2 separate regions of the Mus musculus genome follow, and region 1 is linked to region 2. A link is a contact called in public Hi-C data. All regions are on one chromosome and are shown on one strand. The core of a region is the stretch at or near the end of the contact, and the rest is flanking DNA. Distances in the headings are between cores, read along the strand shown. Region 1 holds the start of Plppr4 (phospholipid phosphatase related 4). Region 2 overlaps Plppr4 (phospholipid phosphatase related 4).

Evidence for each region. Hi-C and Micro-C count contacts between places; a contact is called where the count stands out from the background.
Region 1: a Hi-C map of Sertoli cells shows a contact between it and region 2, with 2.7 times the contacts expected there. The contact joins the promoter of Plppr4 here to the enhancer-like site in region 2. A contact is called at or near these places in 1 of 39 promoter capture datasets (macrophages), 4 of 484 Hi-C or Micro-C datasets (Sertoli cells, cerebral cortex, cortical neurons and 1 more) and 3 of 9 other capture datasets (adipose tissue, liver and pancreatic islet).

What each region holds. Positions count from the first base shown.
Region 1 is chr3:117,359,000-117,362,247 of GRCm38.p6, reverse strand. Plppr4 (phospholipid phosphatase related 4) reads left to right here and starts at 1,372. Exons shown (of 7, transcript NM_177664.5): 1 at 1,372-2,224. The coding sequence starts at 2,000.
Region 2 is chr3:117,321,786-117,325,035 of GRCm38.p6, reverse strand. Plppr4 (phospholipid phosphatase related 4) reads left to right here. Exons shown (of 7, transcript NM_177664.5): 7 at 1,799-3,250. The coding sequence ends at 3,130. Among named protein-coding and RNA genes, the nearest start is that of Plppr4, 37 kb to the left of the region's middle. Within about 2 kb of position 1,310, at least 5 of the 459 cell types and tissues checked have an H3K27ac peak or open chromatin away from gene starts, as enhancers often do. A contact at or near this core is called in Sertoli cells, where this site is marked.

The DNA of each region.
Region 1 (3,248 bases), core at 123-2,622, 37 kb before region 2:
GGAGGAAGAGGAGAGAGGGAGAAGAGGAGGAAGGGAGGAGGGGGAAAGGAAGTGGGGAAGAGGGAGAGGAGGAGAAGGAGAAGTAGGGGGATAAGGAAGGAGAAAGGGGAGGGGGAGGAAAGAGGAAGAAGAAAAGAAGAAGGAGGCAGAGGAGGTAGAGGAGGGAACTGAAGATTTGATTTGTGACCATTACTTAGTATGTCAAGAAAAATTTGACAGAGTTTCTAAATTTTGAGCAGAGTCATGAAGTATGTTAGTGATTAACTGTGCAATGTTGATAGAACTGCGTTCATCAACAGAGAGACATAGTAAGTACAAAGGTTTTGGGTCCCCTCACCATCAGAATCAGAAAAACTAGTGCAGTTCATCAGGTAGAATGTCCATCAGGATTCCAGGTAAAATAAAGAGGTGGGGGTGGGGGTGAGGGTTACACATAGTGGGAAGCTTCTAGAAGGGTTAACCAGAGAAATGAAATCAGTAATTGCTTTTCAGAAGTACCTTTGGGCTACTGTGTGAGGGGTAAGGCATGGCTTAAAATTTGTAAGGACTCTTTTTTTTTTCCTGCCAATCAAAACAAGACATGGTAGTGACCCGCGGTGGGGGGGGGGGGGGAGGGAGGGTGAGTACTCTGTTTTGAATAATAATATGGGATAATATAGTCTTTTTCTATAGCTTCTATTCTCTGAGTAAGATAAAGCTAGATGGTTGTGTGGCTTTTGAGAAGTTAGGAGAAGATATGTATGGAACCAAGACCAGCTAAGAAGGACACACTAGGTTTGGAAGGTGGGGGGACTTAAGCCATGGTCCCAAGGTCACGTGTTGTGGTTTTATTCTACTGTATTTAGCTGTTCAGATAAACATCTTATTTACCTGGGGTAGAGTTTCACTGAATAGTATGGTACATGAGCAATTGCACTGCAGGACTCTGAAACCTAATCTTGGCAGAAGGAGTAGAGGCAAGATGCCGCATGGGTAGTAAAATGTGAATGTTATGAATATGGCATCTAGCTTGCCAAAACCCCACTGGAGCAGCAATGGAAAAAGCCAGCTGAAAAGTAGGCTGGGGATTCAAAGTCGTGTGATTGACAGGGAAACTTTGGAAGAGCAAGAAATGACCTAGAACAGATAGGGACAGAAGTGGGTGATATCCCCATGTGTTGCTTTGTGTCCCTTGAGTGCTTCTGCTGTAGCACTTGACACTGATGGTTTGCGAAAAGAATCATAAATGTGAGAGCAACCACGGACCCTGACAACCAGGGCTTGGGCTTAGACTCCAGTGTTTGGAGTCATGCTTCCATAGTTACGGCTGTGATTCCCACAGTGCACTAGGGAATAAGAATGTGGTTAGAATATTTCCTGAGCTTTGGGGCCAGCGATGATGCCCCATTTACCCTTTCTCTTCAGATGCAGGAAATTTTCACTCTGTTCCCCAGCTGATTGGAGCTTTTTCTAGGTGCTTCCCTGGGAGTTACCTCCCTAGAGATCAGCAGGCAGGGCTGTCACGCTTGGGTAGCAGCCAGCTCCCAGTGAATTCCTTCTGTGGCCTACTTGTCCTTATGAAGTCCGAGTTTTAATTTTGCACAGGTAGGAGGTCTCTTTTGCTATGGATAGGGCGGATAACGGTGCTACCATTAGAAAACAGGCTTCTGTTTTCTAGGAAGGCAAGAGGAACCCCAGGTAGGGGACCTTGTGAGACCAGGTGACTTGGCTCCTCAGCCTTGCTTCTACAGAAACCAGGAGTGCTTCCCCCCACTCTTCCCTATTTTTGACGTCAAGCTCAACCAGCCAGCAGAGGAGCCTCACGGCTTGGGCGGTGGAGAGAGAGCCCAGGGAGAGTGGCAGGGAGGGGAAGCCATCTCAGCAACAGCTTGGAGAGGGAGCTGCTATCCCTTGCCCGCAAAACACGGACTAAAGCCAGGCTGAAGAAGACCTGCGGGCTCGGGCTCGGGGATCCGCGGGGTTACTGCAAAGAGGGGCGGGGAAAAGGCGGGGGCGCTGCATGCAGCGCGCTGGTTCCAGCGGTGCCCGCGGGGAATGTGACATCAGCGGCGCCGGGCGCTTGCGGCTGGAGCAGGCAGCTCGCCTCGGTGGCCGCACGGTGCACACCTCGCCCGGGGGAGGACTTGGAGCCCGGCAGGCGGCCGGGATGTCGGCGAAGGAGAGGCCAAAGGGCAAAGTGATCAAGGACAGCGTCACCCTCCTGCCCTGTTTTTATTTCGTTGAGGTGAGTTGGCCCAGCGCCCTGGCATAATGCAGATCTTTCCGGACAGCTCCGGAGCTAATTCGGGTCCTGGGCGGGATTGGTGACCACACCGGAGCACCAAGGGCTTGAGCCACTGCCTTTCCTAAATGCTCGACCCTTTCCCTTTCCTCCCACAGGTTTTTCTCCAGAGCTCCCCTGAGTCTGCCTGTGGACACCTGCCAGCACCGCCTGGTTATCACTAGGGGCGGCTTGCTGGGTGGCCTTCCAGGAAGGGATACCTGTGAGAGTACTGGTCTAGTTTTTGGCCCTGTAGCGCCAGTTGTGCACAGCATATATCAGTGCCCCAGAGGGGCCATGATGCCTGTATTTTGAAATTTGTGTTTTTCAATTTGCTGACTATTTCTAGAACTCTGTGAGCTTTTGGTGGGAATTCAAAAGCATACAGTTTTGCCTAGACTGTAGGACCAGAAATGTTTATGTGGTATTAGGATTATCGGTGGCTTCTATTAACCCCCCTAAACCCGTCTCCTACTACAGTTGCTATGGTACTTCATCTGCTTCTAAAATTGGGTCATTTCTAGATGTCAGTCAACAATCGACTGGCCTTTAGCCATGGTGTGTGTGGGTGTGTGCACAGACACATACATATATCCATGTACATATATATATAGCTCAGTGTAGATATATGCATAAACGAGTGAATATATATTTCAAATGTATGACATCATCTGAGTTCACTTTGTGTGTGTGTGTGTGTGTGTGTGTGTGTGTGTGTGTGTGTGTGTATCTGTGCTTTTATTCTGACCTGAGCAATATTTCGGTTAAGCAATTAATATGGAGTTGCACTCATAATGAACCTCTGGCTTACCTAATGCAGCATTTGAGGGAGGAACAGTTTATGGGAGGGGTGTAAAGATTGACAGGTACAGGATTCCATGTACTGTGATTCATTGCATTTGGAAGACATTTTTAAGCAAGGGGTTTCTTAAATTACAGGTGAAGCAAGGATACATTTAGGAAGAAGATCTAACAGTTCCAAGGGTAA
Region 2 (3,250 bases), core at 61-2,560:
TTTCTAGAAATGGTGTGGTAAGGTACAAGGTATAAATCACATTCAAGGGGAAGAGATTATCACACAAAGAGACAGAAGTGTGAAAGAACAGCTGCAAAGAAAGGGAAATGTTGGAATGAGAAATGATGGTCAAATTTGTATCTTGGAAGACAAGACTTATGGTGACCTATTCAGTAGACCAGGTAAATAATCAATGTAATAGATTGCTAGAGAGAAAAGCATTTGAGGGGCTCATGATGAATCAACAGGCACTTAAATAGTTGTGTCTGAAGGACAGAAAAGTCATGAGAACTTGGTAATCCAGGGGCATTACTTATAGGAGTATCATTGTAATTATTTAGTGCATGCACAATGGCCAGGTCACAGAGTCAAAAAGAGCCAAGGGTAACCAATATGCAGGTGACAAATAGGAACAGGCAACAAGAAAGAAACTAAGAGGGGCTGACAGACATAAACATTGGTTGCCTATAGCCATGGCTCTTAGCCATGTGATCTTGGTGCTTGTAAGAATGGAATTACAAAAAAAATCATGTAAAAAATATTTATGAAGTATGCAATGATTCTGCCTTTAGGGCCAATGATGAAACTAAATTTTACTGCTACATGCTTTCTTCAGCAGAGAGGGGAGGATCACATTGAAGTCAGTGGGTAATAAGGGCACATAAGCCAAGGTGGCTATGGAGTGCCAACCAGCAGTGAGTGCTACAAGAGAAGGAGAAAAGAGATCCCACTTGTAGTTATAGTGTAGTGTGCCCGTTGCAGTCATGTAAGACCTCAGTACCCTGGCATTCACATGAGCTTTACAACCAAACCAAAGTTTATGGGTATGACGTTCAACACTTCAGAGCCACTCAGAAACTTGATCCTTTACCTATAGAATTGAATTAGAGCTATAGCCCTAATAACCTAACACAAGCCCTTGGTTAGGTTCCCAGTACCACAAAATTAATTAATTAGTTAACAATTTAATTAAAACTAATAACTGCTTGTTTCACATTTCTTTCAAAATAAGAGTTAAATCATTATATTACCTTTCTGAGCACTGAATATTATACAATAGGGTCAGAACTTACTGTTCAGTGGAAGTTTCCCTCAGACATACAACTGAAATGCAACTATTAAAAGAAATAAAGGACTAAATATGAAGACAAAATTAAGTAAAACTTGGCCCACATTTGGTATAAAGTAGTCATTTCATCCAACTTCCCTTGAAGGTCAAGTTAAAAGCAGACAACCAAGGCTAGAGTGTGATTTGAAACAATGTATATGTCCCTGCCCTCATTTCCAAACACCACACAGGGTTTTTATGAATGATCCATTGTTCTATATTTCCCTGAAGTGCTGCTGTTTGCCATCCGGAGGTATGATTGAAAGGGGAAGATAAATCATTCAAATGTCTTGAGCTGTCTCTTAAAAAGAAGCTCTTGAGCCCAGAAAAAAAAAATGAATATCTTTGAAATGCAGAAAAAAAAAAGTCTTTATTTCTTTCATTGTCTATCTTTCCTTTTCAAAACATACACACAGTGTGACAATCACATCTGCTGGGACTGAAAGGACTCGCCCTATTTCTGAGCGATTAGTTTAGTGGTCCAGACAGTTAAGAGCTACATACACCACTATTATCCCCCCACCCTACCCCACCCCACCCCTGAGTGATTACATCTTCATTGTTTTATTGGTCTTTGACCCGAATGCACAGTGCCTACCTCAGTTGTGTGCTCCCTTGGGCATTCTAGGAGAACCGTGATTGCTTGTTCCTTCTAGTGTGTGATGCCTGTCATTTTTCCTCCAACCCCAGGGCCTGTATGCTGTAGGGAATTTTCTGCCTAGTGAAGACAGTATGCTTCAGCACAGAGATGCCCTCAGGTCACTGACAGACCTCAATCAAGACCCCAGCAGGGTTTTATCAGCTAAAAATGGTAGCAGTGGTGATGGAATTGCTCACACAGAGGGTATCCTCAACCGAAACCACAGGGATGCAAGCTCCTTGACAAATCTCAAGAGGGCCAACGCTGACGTAGAAATCATCACTCCTAGGAGCCCCATGGGGAAGGAAAGCATGGTGACCTTCAGCAACACGCTGCCCAGGGCCAACACCCCCTCCGTGGAAGACCCAGTGAGAAGAAATGCGAGCATCCATGCCTCTATGGATTCTGCCCGGTCCAAACAGCTCCTTACCCAGTGGAAGAGCAAGAATGAGAGTCGTAAGATGTCCCTACAGGTTATGGACACTGAACCAGAAGGCCAGTCACCACCCAGGTCCATAGAAATGAGGTCCAGCTCAGAGCCCTCGAGGGTGGGGGTGAACGGAGATCACCATGTCCCGGGCAATCAGTACCTCAAGATACAGCCTGGCACAGTCCCCGGGTGCAACAATAGTATGCCGGGAGGGCCACGCGTGTCCATCCAGTCCCGCCCTGGCTCTTCCCAATTGGTGCACATCCCCGAGGAGACCCAGGAAAACATAAGCACCTCGCCCAAGAGCAGTTCTGCGCGAGCCAAGTGGCTGAAAGCAGCTGAGAAGACCGTGGCCTGTAACCGGAGCAACAACCAGCCACGCATCATGCAGGTCATCGCCATGTCCAAGCAGCAGGGCGTGCTGCAGAGCAGCCCCAAGAATGCCGAAGGTAGCACTGTCACCTGCACAGGCTCCATCCGCTACAAAACCCTGACTGACCATGAGCCCAGCGGCATCGTGCGAGTGGAGGCTCATCCCGAGAACAACAGGCCCATCATTCAGATCCCGTCGTCCACTGAGGGTGAAGGCAGCGGCTCCTGGAAGTGGAAAGCTCCGGAGAAAAGTAGTCTGCGCCAAACCTATGAGCTCAACGACCTCAACAGGGACTCAGAAAGCTGTGAGTCCCTCAAAGACAGCTTTGGTTCTGGAGATCGCAAAAGAAGCAACATCGACAGCAATGAGCACCACCACCACGGCATCACCACCATCCGAGTGACCCCGGTGGAGGGCAGCGAGATAGGCTCAGAGACGCTGTCCGTGTCCTCCTCACGCGACTCCACCCTGCGCAGGAAGGGCAACATCATCTTGATCCCGGAAAGAAGCAACAGCCCTGAAAACACAAGAAACATCTTCTACAAAGGAACCTCCCCCACGCGGGCTTATAAGGATTGAGAGATGGCGGCCCTTCTTGTCATCATTTTGATGACACCCCCACCTCCCCATCCCCCACCCTCACCCCAAGACCACTCGTTTATTGTACCTTGTGCTCTTTTGGGTTTTTTGTTTTGTTTT